2 separate regions of the Bicyclus anynana genome follow, and region 2 is linked to region 1. Evidence: chromatin contacts called from public Hi-C data. All regions are on one chromosome and are shown on one strand. Each heading gives the region's core, a stretch centred on a gene start, on an enhancer-like site or on the middle of the called end of the contact. The rest is flanking DNA. Distances are from core to core; before and after follow the strand shown.

Region 1 (6,573 bases), core at 2,324-4,823:
TTATGAATTTTATATACTTAGGTTTACGTCATTATTTATACAACTAAACTTTAATCCATATTAAAATAAATTATTAAATAATCACAAGGATATTATGGAGATAAGATTTGCCCTTTACAGTATGTTAATTACTTAAATAGTTTCGGAGATAATACAAAATTTCTAAAGGACGCAGAAATTCCGCTATATGACGCCCCGCGCTTCCATTTACGTAGTTCCCGTTCCCGTGTGAATATGGGGATCAAACATAGCCTATGACACTCGCAAATAACGTAGCTTTCTATTGGTAAAACAATTTTCCAAATCGGTCCAGTAGATCCAGAGATTACCTCCTACAACCACACGAACTTTACCTCTTTATATTATTAGCATAGAAGTCTCTATTTCTCTTGGTCATACCACCACTCTCGAAGGACTGAACTGATTTTGCTAATGGTAGGAGTAAGATAGAGAAGTTACAGGGTAGGGTAGGATACGGGTAGGGAAGCGTAGGGGTAGTGTAGGGGTAGAGTAGGCTTAGGGCCGGGTTTAGGATAGTGGTAAGGTAGTGGTACGGGTAGGATAGGGAAGTGGTAGGGTAGGGGTAGGATAGGCGTGAGATAGGGGTACGGGTGGGATAGGGGTAGGAAAGGGATAGGGTACGGGGAGGGTAGGGGTAGGATGGGGGTAGGGGTAGGGTAGAGTAGGGTAGGGGTAGGGTAGATGTAGGGGTTGGGTAGGGTAGGGTAGGGATAGTGGTAGGGTAGGGGTAGGGTAGGGTAGGGGTAGTAGTAAAGTTGACATCGAAATTTACGCGGACGAAGTCGCGGGCGCCCGCTAGTATAATATATTTATATAAATAAATGATTATTAATTAGTAATAAAAAATCGGACTGCAGTGAAACTAGGACTCGCCCACCAAGGTTTCCGCACATTATTTGCTTGATGATTCATTACTTCACACTAAAACTTTTTAATACCTAAGAATATATTTTATATAAAAAAACTATACTTTTATGATTGAGGACTGTTAAATGGTATTATAATAATTAATTTAACAGACTGCGCGCACGACAAATTTGCGCGTGACCAAAATCGGAACTAATCAAAAATGCCGCCATCTTGTCGTCTATCTCTATCTATCTCTTGGTGGGTGAAAGAGATCAATAATGCTGGCAACATAATTGCGCCGCCAGACTTATCTTGCGCGCACTCTACATGAAATTCACTGTTGTGCATAACAGCAATAACAACATTGTTACTGCTCATGAGTGCTCAAATACAGTGCCAAAATAGATAACAGTGTTGCCAACTTCATGACAAAAATAAACAATTATTAGAATTATTGAATTTTGAATTAGAACTTATAATTCAATTATTTAAACTGATTAATTAGTTCCTGATTCTATTCTAACAGTACCCAGTCTGAAGCTAAGCCCAAACTAAAAAAAATAGCTTTTAAACATTACCTTTAGTCAATCCTACTGAACCAAAATAGTTTGTATACATAATTTTTTTATCCACTTCCAATGTAGTGTAAAGGATTGAACCTCGGTGAGACACTCCCCCATTGTTAATTAGTATGTCAATATGACCACAAGCATCATATATATTTTTTACAAATGGCTCACACTGGCGTAAATCTGCCAAATCCAATTCCAACACAATTGGTTCTTCTGTTTTTGAAGACTGAAAGCAGAAAATATTCCAAATTTATAAATATGTATGTAACACATCTTTGTGGGTAAAGCATCTTCCTTCTGTGATGCTAACATGCGCCCAAAGATATTCTATATAAAGTTTTAACCAACGGCGGCATAGTAGTCCCATCCCAATCTCTTTCATCCCAACACAAGATATATTGTTTGGTCACATTTACAAAATATAAGGTTATGGGCCTCCTGTGCTTAAAATTAACAAAGCCTTGCTAACCACTTTTTAGTTATTTAATTTGTACAAGTTGACTAACACAAAATAATAATATCCTGAGAATTGCACTTTGCTTATGCAGGGTTTTAAAATAATCTGAAATGTACTTACAAGTTTCTTTGACAGTAGATCTTCTTTAACTCTTTCCAGCTCAGTTTTTCTTCTCGAAGCTAGAATAACTTTGCAACCATATTCATAGAAAATATGAGCTAAAGCCTCTCCAATACCTGAACTGGCACCAGTAATAACAACCACCTGTAAAACATATTTACTTATTAATTTGTTTCATCAAACAAGTAGAATTTAAAATAATTTATATTACTGTGTTGCTAACAATGAATAAACATATTTATAATCATCGCATTGTAAAATCACTCAGTTGATTTTTTTACTGGTATAATCAAGTTCTGCAATGAGTATTAAAATTCATGAAAAAATTAAGCAATATTTTAATGATTAGATCATTAAATAAATAACATTAAAACAGTTAAAATGAGAGACTTAAGAGTATTAATATGAAGTGTTTACATACGAAATGAGTAGCATTTTGTTTTACTAGCCTCTGTGGTTAGGAATTCCAATTTGAAATTTATACATTTATACTATTATGCTATTATTTACTTAGGCTTTTGTATTTCAGAAACACTAATTAATTTGTTTTTTCTCTTATGGCTTTTTTCTTTGTGTCACTCAGTTTACAAAATGGAAAACTTGGAATATAGCATTATTTATGAGTAACAAGTTCCATCTTGGCACCAGTACTGCAGAAATGACTCTAAGGATTAATGATGTATATGGTGGCTGTGTTGTAATAGAAAGCACAGTGTGTTTTTAATTCAAAATTTTTGTTCTGGAAATTTTGATCAATACAAGCCTGGTGGACGGCCAGTGACCAAAGTTGATAATGAAGATTTGAAAGATCATTGTGGAAAGGGATCCATCACAAACCACGTCTGAGCTAGCTGCAGGCTGCGGTGTTAGTGAAAAAATTGTTTTAATCCACTTAAAGCAATTGAGAAGGTGAAACAGCTTGAAAGGTCGGCGGACCTTGCTCCAACACAATACATTTTTTTTTTAAATTTGAATAAAGGGAAGAATTCAAATCTGATGAGACAGTCGAAAAAGTACCTTCAAAGATTTATATTGACCCAATGGTTTATTTATTAAAGGGATCAATGAACTTATTCTTGGGACTTATATTTAAAACAATAAATTCATATATTTTCCTCACCTTTCCTTCTAAAGCAGCTCTTCGTCTGCGATTTGTTGATTGTGAGCAGATACGAAACATGGTGAGCCCAACAGCCAGCGGAAAACCAATGTACTTGAGATACCAGTTGAGCGAGTTTTCATTAATGACTTTAATCACAGACATCGTTAACTTATACCAAGGTCTGTGTGCAATAAGTACCTTCCCAAGTGAAGGAAAACTTGTGAAGGTCGAACGGTGAAGGTGATAACTTTGTTTTCAGTTATGACCCACGATAAAACGCTATAATGTATCATAAAAATTAAAAGTTGACTTGATTATCGCACGAGATTATCTTCAAAGCTTTAAACAAAAACATCAATCATCATTATCATTATTGTTTTCGGGTCTGTGGATGAATTTGAATAAAATTAAAAACATTAAAAACAAATCAAATCAAGTGTTTGTGATCACAGACGACAAATAAATCCATAGATTTACGATTCGGTACAAGTACCTAAATCATATATCAAAAATGAACGTTTGTAATCTGTCACTACACCAAGAAACATAATTACTATCTTTTTAGCCGTTTGTGATTACTACAATAACAAACATTTTTTTTTATTTTACTGTCCTGGATACCAGCAGGCATATTCACTGTGTCTTTGACTTAAGCTACTCGTAGTTGACATTTAGTGTTTTTGTATGTTTTTTAGTAAGTTTAATAAAGACTTATTCAATGGAGAAGGACTATTTTAAAAGGAAAAGATAAGGTAATGTTTTTTTTTTCGTGTTCAGTAAGTGCCGATGGCTCCATGTGGGACCACTACGGCGTCACCGGAGGGTTTGGGCGAGCGCAGAAGCATCGCCTGATGAGACCCGAAGGCTGAAATAAAGATAGAGGACGGAACGGCTTTCTAAGGGCATCTCCTATGAGACGCGGACCTCGGCTTAGAGGGCCATTCGGTGTAACCGTGACCTGAGCGAATCAGTCCGGATGTAGCGTTATTCATAAAAATATTATTATATTATTATTTTAGCTTATCTACATTAATATTTAGTTCGTAGATTATCTATAAGTTTACAACGTACCAAATTGTCAGTTAACATGTGCGCACACACATGTGGCGCGCACATGCCGATACTAACCACTCAACAGCACATTACTAACCCAATGTATTTAGTTATATTAAACCAGTTGAACAGTAAACGGCGATCGATAAACACGCTTTTCTTTGCCACCTTACCTTCTTACCATACGCGGCAAACGGACGTCCCCGAGATCGTGAGTTGGAAAACCCACGTCCGGGTGACGTTAGATATCGGGGACATCGTCTTCGCCGGCGAAGACGCTGTGTTGCTTGTGATTGTGTTGCCCGGAAAGCATTGTCGGTCGTCATGTCATCGTCTGGATCGTAAAGGACGTTTTTGGGACGCCCTTGAAGTTAGCGTTAAGGTTGGGAGTGTAGTTGCAGGCCTCAACCACTAGTTGGTTGGGATGGATGGCAGCTCTGTCGAAATAGTTTCGAGAGAGCTGTTTTATGTAACTAGCTATTGAAGGTAAATCTAAGTCTCTATGGAGGTCGTTATTGCGTATAAACCACGGTGCGCCCGTGCGCCGTGATTTGTCGCAGAAACCGGTTTTGCAATGTTTGGAGCGACTTTAGGGTCGTTTTGTGACGGTGGGCAAATACTACACTAGCGTAGATTAAGATCGGACGGATCGTGGTTTTATAAAGCGTTAGCTTAGAACGGAGAGACAATTTGCTTTTCTTGTTAATCATCGCATAAAGGCGGTGCATTACGTATGCAGCCTTTTTCCTCGCTTTATTGATGTGCATGGAGAAGCTCATGCGGTTGTCAAAGGTTACGCCTAGGTACTGGGCAGTACATTGCCAGGGGATGGGAGCTCCGTAAAGGAAGACTTCTTTGAGTCCGGGTTTGTTTCGAGGGACCGGTTTGCCAGTGAAAAGCACTGCTGCGCTTTTCTCTGGGTTGACTTCTATCCGCCAGAGGCGGAGCCATTTGCCTATAATGTTAACTGCCTTCTGGAGGCGGACTCTAATGGAACGCCGGTCTATGGCCGTCGTGTGTACAGTGTACAGTGGTGGTGTGTACAGTGGTGTACGGTGTCATCCGCGAACTGTGCGACGTGTACGTCCGGGTGGTTGGTGGGGATGTCGCTTGTGAAGAGCAAGTATAGGAGCGGGGAGAGCACGGAGCCCTGGGGGACTCCGGCGCGAATCCGTATGGGGGATGAGAGAGTGCTGTCTATACGGTACCTAAAGGTGCGGTTGGAGAAAGCTTTGTAGCAAGCGGACCATTTTAATTGGCACGCCAAACCGGTTCAGTTTGACTATTAAGCCTTCGTGCCAGACTCGGTCAAACGCTTTAGCTACGTCAAAGAAAAGCGCCCCGGTGGCTATAAGTTTGTAGAATTTATTAAAGCGATAAGGATGTGCTCCGTGAGGCGGTGCGCTTGGTGAACACATGAGTGTCTACACCGAAATTCAAACTGTTGGTTGATGAGAAGTTGCTTCTCATCGCAAATGGCTTTGAGGCGATTCAAGATTATTATCTCATACACCTTGCCTATGGTGTTAAGAAGACTAATTGGGCGGTAGCTAGTCGGGAGATCGCGGGGTTTGCCCGGCTTGTGGATGCCTATGACCGTGGCTTCTTTCCATGCGTCTGGGAAGGCGCAGTGGGCTAGGAGAACATTGAAGATGTTCACCAGGAGGTTGATTATCTGGACCGGGAGGAGCTTTAAGCCTTATTGCTAATCGTGTCAGGCCCCGGGGCCTTCTTTTTGCGTAAGCCCTTGATAACCGCAGATTAAGGTAATGTGAAATACAGAAATCTTTTTGAAATGGTAAAATATCTTCAGATTGGGATATCACAGCCCTAATGTAGGTATATAATTATTCCTAAAGTACAGATTGGAAAGTATTCCTAAAGTCGTAAAGTTAGATAATTAAAGATTTTCTGTATCCGACGTCTTCCTAGTTAGGTACTAGTAAATAAGTAAACTAGTTAAACTAGTTTTAATTTTGAAGTTTAACCGGACAACAAATAACAATGCTGTATATACCTATAAAAGATGGCTTCGTCTAGCACTAGAACTTTTTAAGTTTACCTATGTATAGATCATTATTAATGTTTGTTGTTCTCATTGTTGGTATATCAATAAATAAATAAATAAATAATATTTTCTTCAGGAATAGGCGTTGGTTTTCAACTTCTGAAAAAAAAATATTAATATTAATAACTTTATAAACGAAAATCGATTGGGAGGTAGTAATATTAAAATTTATATTCTAACTACGTACTTGAACATTAATAAGATACCTTACATAAACAAGATAATAATGGAAGTAATTATTCGGTAGATATTATTTAAGTACCTACTTAAAATGTTTTTTTTCATTGAAACACGCGAGTCTCCGATCCATAATATTATTTAGGCAGCCAAA
Region 2 (6,508 bases), core at 286-2,785, 140 kb after region 1:
AATATTGTGTTGTTGCTATATTATTTTTAAAAATCCATTATAATATATTCTTTAAAAGAATAAATTATGAAGCCTGTCTTATATGCTTATATTTGAGGAAAAAAGATTAACAGAACTAAATATTTATAAATTAGTGTGTATTCTATGTGTTTCAGGTCGGTTGGATCAGTATGGGGAAATAGTATGTTGTAGGTAATTATTATTAACTTTTTCTGCTGTCACTGAAGGTATTATCCAACAAGTTTCAGTTCAGAAGACGATTTCAAGACAGTGATGATTTAATTCAAGGTGTTGAAATAATAAAATTTTTGAGGTTCACTCAGAAACAGCTTTCATTAAAACACAACACTGGATTGGCACAGCCTTCAAACTGATTCTACATCAACTCAACTATTATATTCAAAATTTATTGATAACCTATATGGTTGCTGATGTAATTTTAATACTATAAAACATTCCATTGTATTTGTTATAGAGAGACAAATGGCTTCAGTATTCCATGGATTCACCATGTGGGTGCTGGGTGCATCATGTGGCACAGAGAAAAACAAAGGAGCCTGGGGCTTGTGACCCATGTGTAGGGTGAAGGAGCTTCTCCGTAACATGTCTACATTTGGTAATACCAAATTAGGTAATACCCTACTACAGCTACTTTGGCTACATATTCTAATATAGAGTTTACTGCAGTTTTAGTGAGCAAGTGAGCAAGAGATTTTGCTGGTATTCCTTTTGCAACCACTTCTATAGCATACAAACTAATTACATAGCCATGTTTAGTTACTTCATTTGTTAGGTTAGGTTTAGTTTAGTTAGTTAGGTTGACTTGTTTAAATACTTTTCTAGTGTAGAATCTCAGGATTCAATGATCATTTGAGTAGTGGTGTGAAAAAACAATAATAAACTCACTCGGTCATATTAGAGTGTAGATTAGAATATTGTTACAGTTGAAACATGCAATTATAATTTCAATGTTACAAAAAACTTACTTGTTTTAAAAATATTCGTAGGACGAATATAGCTAACAGTAATATACTGGCTGCCCATCGACTCTTTATATGTGGTGTCCATTTATCTAAGAGTCCTTGGTATATCTGTAAAATGAAACAGATTTATAAAGTACTGTTGTAAAAAATATTAGGTATTATTTTGTAACTTGCAGAATCAAACGAAAATAGCCATGTATATGTTAATTTATTATATATATGGGTAACTTGGCATTGATTTATTGAATAAACCTAGAATCTAGACCTAGAATAAGTTTTAAATTATTTGCATCAATTCCATTGAAAAAAATTGTAAGAGGTTGGTATTTTCCGAATGTGTAGGTATTGATATTTACAACAATATTTTGACAATGTAAAGAAACTTAGCACAACAAACAAAACAAAAGTTACTTGGGATATACGAGTCCATCCTTGAGATATAACACCTCTTCTGCTAGATTCGGAGGATAAAATATCGTTTCCGTCCATCATTGTAGGTGCCGTTTAATTACGCTTTCCTATCTATGACATGAATATCAATTATATATTTTTGAAAGATAGTTTTAACAAAGTATTTGATTTGCTCTACTTTTTCACTTTTTATAATCTAATTCACTTCAATTAAAAATATTATAACTTTGTAAAATATAATTAGCGATCTTGTCATCCATATCAGCTGACGTCTACAGAACAATGTTGCCTGAATTAAAAAAACTTGTACATATTACGTGTCAAATTGCTACCACACCCGAGACAAACACCACTCAACCGACCGACAAGCTACATTTACGTGGTCGTGGTCGGACTCGGAACCAATGAAGAAGATTAAGGAGGAACGGTCCTAAGTCAAGGAACATCCTAAGTTATCTTTAAAATTTTTAGTTATACAAGTACGATGAAAATATGAACCATAAGAGTAAAAATATGTTTGTCTCTTTCTCACCTACGTTGTTTTTAAAATGCTTTAAAGGATAACAAAATGTCAAACAGTTCTATGTATCTTTCAAAATTATTCTTATTACAAAGTTCCGCCTCGAAGCACGTAGGCGTCATTTAAAGAAATCATTTACGTCGGTACGTCCTGTGAAACTCCTATATGTACATCCGATTGTTTTTGACGTATGATGATGAATTATAATTTAAAAATTAATCAAAAAACATTTGCCGTAATTAGTACAGAATAAACAGATAGAGCGCAAGGAACACGACGCTGTCGTAGCTGCTCCAAATACTGCTCCTCGTAAACCGTTACCCCTCTGTCAAAGATCAAGAATCAATGATCTAACACGTTTATAAAAACTGTTTCTATAGAATCGGTGTTTCATTGTTGTAATCGTTTTCGTCGTGTAAAGAGCTCCTTAAAAGTGCCGGTTTGTGTAGTTGAATGGCATTTCTAAAAGAATCGATTCTTTTGACGTAACAGCAAAAAATCGATCTTGTAATCGAATATTCTATATATATATTCTGTGGATAGTCTAAGCGATGTGTTGGTTAGTCTGTGTAAAATTTACGCGTGTGTGTATTGCAAGTCAATTATATAGTTGTGTGTAGTGTATGGACACAGAATATACTTATTGGTGTTAAATGTTTTCAATGTGTGAGTTTACCTCGTCCCCCTCAAAAAACGACACGACAGACTTTTTTGTTGGTGAATTTGGGTGCGAAACAGGTCCATTCTTTTTAATGGTCTAAGGGTCTGGCTAATGTAAGTAGAGACTAAAATCACCCGCCAAATTAAAAAAAATCATCTAGACAAAAAAAGCATGCGTTTTCAAAATTTGTTTAAAATGATTTCTTTGTTTTTGAATACATTACTCCCTCCTGAGCAAATATGTTCCTTGATTACTACCTTTTATGTATTAAATTCACTTATTCCTATATATATGCACTGTAATTTTTTCCGATATTTTTTAAAACTTTCAATATTATTTAAGAAAAATGGGGCCCTAAGTTTTTAAATATTTTAAAAACTGTTTACAAAACCTAAAGAAAAAAGTATGTTTTACTGGTAATTATTGATTAATATATTAATTTAATTGTTGTTAGTGTTTTTAAATACAAATTATGGAAAAAGTACATCTATACGGTTTCTAGGAGAAGCGTGACGTTTGTATTTTCATGGGTTTCTATAGGTGTCAAAGGGTTTCAGTTTCACCGGTTTCACCAGGCTATAGGCCCCCGGACTACAGGAGCCCCTTACGTGTGAATGCAAATTTAGTAAAATGCAGGTAATCCACATCCCCTGGTTATGCGTGAGCCGAAAAGTTGAAAACGAACGTTAAGTCACTGTCTTATTTATTTTAAGCGAGCATTTTTGTTTCGTTTACTGTTCATTTGGGTCCCCATCTAATTTTGATACAAGGCCCTTCCAAGGCACGCTACGCCACTGTTGAACGCCCATACAAATCTAACGATTTCACTCCTCGTTTGTCGACGACGCCGGCATCGGTATCATTTAGTATGGGGCATTTTTGAGCGATCCGTGGCAACGCCGCAAAATAATCGCAAATGATCACAGATACCCTGTTACTTCTACAAAATTATTGCTTTACTATTAGCTTAATCTATATATATAATTTAAAAAATTCAACATTCCTGTTTTCCCTCTGGTCTGGTATTTTGGACTGACATCATAAAATAATTGTCTTTGATTGCAATATTGAGAATCAATGTTTTTCAATATTTTTATTTTTGTGATGTAGATCTATCTAGATATTAAAAATTAAACAAATGTTACTGCTTAGGAAATTTAATGAAATAATAATTGTTCTAGTTACATTTTTTACACATTTATATTACAAGTACATAAAGATATTTTGCTTTAGAAGTACCTACCTAAGTAGTCTATTGGAAATACTTACCTAAGGATTATGTGAAATAATAATTATAACATAGTTATTTTACCTTAACTACTACTAATACTATTATTGCAAGGGTTTATTTACAATTGTATTTTACTAAATATACAATAAAACAACTTATTCATACACTAGTATCATTGTTTTGAATATAAAGGAAATTTTGGTCCAGCTATATCCTATGCTAAGCACAACTTCTAAGGGATAAGTTGATATTGCTGTTACGAATACATTTGAGTTAACATAGGAATAAACAGTAGGAAATATTTAAATATTGATACCTACATATTCTAATAGTAGAGTTTACTCATAATCACTATATTTTTTCACACGCTAAATTACGCGTTTAATTAAAAAAAAATCACATTTTGATAGTTTTTCTCGAAAACATCTTATTAGTTAGTTTAAACACTTTCGAGTATACCTATATTTCATTACATATTTAAACTAATAGGTATCAAGTGATTTATCGCCAACATATTTCAATAATAAAAACAAATTAAAAAACTCAGATTCTCAAAATAAAAAAATAGAGAGACTTGTACTTAATGAAATATTGTTGTAAAAATAAATGCATATTTATAATAACTTGGAACATTCCATTCAAAACAAATTACTGAACACATTTTAATTTCAATTTCAAACAAATAAAATTACAAATTAGATATCGGGAGAAGATTACTTGTTACTGTAACACTCATCCTTCTTTATCTTTTGTCCAAGTGTCAAACTGTACAGTTTTCATAAAACCATTCACAACTGTCCATGTGTTGTCATTTGGCAAGGCACTCCAATGTTTTACATATTAAAAAAATATTTGTATGAAAATAAAGATATTTTCAGTCAATATGGAACAAAGTAATTCATCTCCGCGAATATGATTTGATTACAAAATGTGATCATATTATTTGTAGTTTTAACATTGAATTTTTAAATAACAATAACAAGGCAAATTAGTATGCTAAGATTTTTTTATACAATCCAAAAGTGTTATGATATGTTACACGCTTTATTTGACAGCTGAGAAGTTTTGAATTTGATTATTTGTGTTTGAAGCCACCCAGGAGCTGAATACATCTCTGAAAATAAAAGCATTCAAATTAATGGTTATTAATTAGCTAAAAAATAAAATCTAATATATAAAAAAAAGTAGTATTAGTAGTGTACTGAAAGAATATTTCCCATATGTTAAGATGAATTTTGGTTTTGTTTTAGATCCCTTATTAGGAAAAGAACATAATTAAGTTACATTTTGTCGCGAAAATACAATAAATAGGAAGAAATAAAAATTATAAAAAGTACTTCTTATTGTCAGTTCTTTATTTCGAGAACTTTGAAAATCAACCTAGGATGAATAGGGGTTGTAATGAAGACAAATGTTCTTTATAAAAAAATAAAAAAAAAACATTCTCGCGAACAAAGTCGCGGGCGTCAGCTTGTTGCTTTCGCATTATGCGTTTAATGTAAATAAAAATATAACAAGATGTTGTAATACCTGCAGTGACTAACAACACATTCATTGGAACAGTATTCATCCTCCCATTCGCTATTGGCTATAGCAGGATTGGTGCAGCCCTGGCGGATACATGACGGTGTACTTCGATTTTCGTTTTGCTGAAAAAATACAAGCATATTTAATATTTTTTTTATAATTTGATTGAACGAGCAGATGGGACAGCTGATGTTAAGTGGAAAACTGTTATCTGTCATAACCTTTTTGACGGCCTCCGTGGTGCAATGTGCGGTGGATTTACAAGACAGAGTTCTTAAAAGGAGACTAAAATACTATAGTCAGTACGGCCTATCAGGGTTATCAATTTTAGTTTCTTTATTTTGAACACATGGAAATAATTAATTACAAAGATTTAATTTAATGATAAAGTTTTTTTATAATATTAATAATATTAATGATTTTATTATTTATAAATTTATCTACAAATATTGATATTGGCAGGAAAATCAAAGGATTACATGTACCTCTCGTTTTATTTTAATTGATTTGCTGCATTTTAGAGTTTTTATTATTTTATTGTATAAAATAGAATACATTTTATTCAATTTAGTTCTGTAAAGGTGCACAAGTGAAGTGAAGGTTGAGCAAAGAGTGTTTTATGCGATTTATTCCACTTACTTGCTGGACTCATTAAAAGTTTTAGTATGGTTGCCTTTGCCTTACTTGACTTAGGACCAAAAGTACATTTTTTTTTAAAGAATATTTTCCATATGTATTAAATATGATCAATATTCCCATTCCCCTTCAACTTGTTGAAAAAGACTGTACTAGGAGTGGGTACAACAATAAACCAACGGGGTGGGGATCAAATCCAAACCACCCCTCGGTGTTGAGTCTGACCGTTGAGCTATTGAGGCTGTGGCTTGCCAAATATAGTCCATTGTATTGATTACAATGGCCTATATTTGGCCACAATAGGGCAAATTATTTGACAAAAACTATTACTTGAGGACTGGCTATATGCAAAAAATTGCAAAGCCACAATGAAAAAAATAGTTCACTGATATTAAAAAGAGTTTATAGGTACCTCTGGAGATTTATGTGGCATTCCTGAATTACCATTGCTATTGGAAGGATGCTCATTGTTTATAGCAGGGTTCTGTGGTTGCTGTGTTGGGTGTTGAGGCTGTTGCTGTTGGCTCTGTTGCTGCGGC

Evidence for each region. Hi-C and Micro-C count contacts between places; a contact is called where the count stands out from the background.
Region 2: a contact with region 1 is called in a Hi-C map of whole body, with 2.6 times the contacts expected there. The contact joins the promoter of LOC112052714 here to the promoter of LOC112052624 in region 1. A contact is called at or near these places in 2 of 2 Hi-C or Micro-C datasets (whole body and whole larva).

What each region holds. Positions count from the first base shown.
Region 1 is chr5:9,791,436-9,798,008 of ilBicAnyn1.1, forward strand. It overlaps LOC112052624 (dehydrogenase/reductase SDR family protein 7-like), which reads right to left and starts at 3,574. Exons shown (of 5, transcript XM_024091778.2): 1 at 3,140-3,574; 2 at 2,020-2,163; 3 at 1,449-1,668. The coding sequence starts at 3,283.
Region 2 is chr5:9,932,871-9,939,378 of ilBicAnyn1.1, forward strand. LOC112052714 (protein RER1) reads right to left here and starts at 1,536. Exons shown (of 5, transcript XM_024091897.2): 1 at 1,395-1,536; 2 at 987-1,091. The coding sequence starts at 1,475. It overlaps LOC112052737 (a long non-coding RNA gene), which reads left to right. Exons shown (of 4, transcript XR_008250850.1): 3 at 156-192; 4 at 476-1,215. LOC112052747 (TOX high mobility group box family member 3) reads right to left here. Exons shown (of 15, transcript XM_052881661.1): 13 at 6,382-6,508; 14 at 5,337-5,455; 15 at 3,717-4,920. The coding sequence ends at 4,851.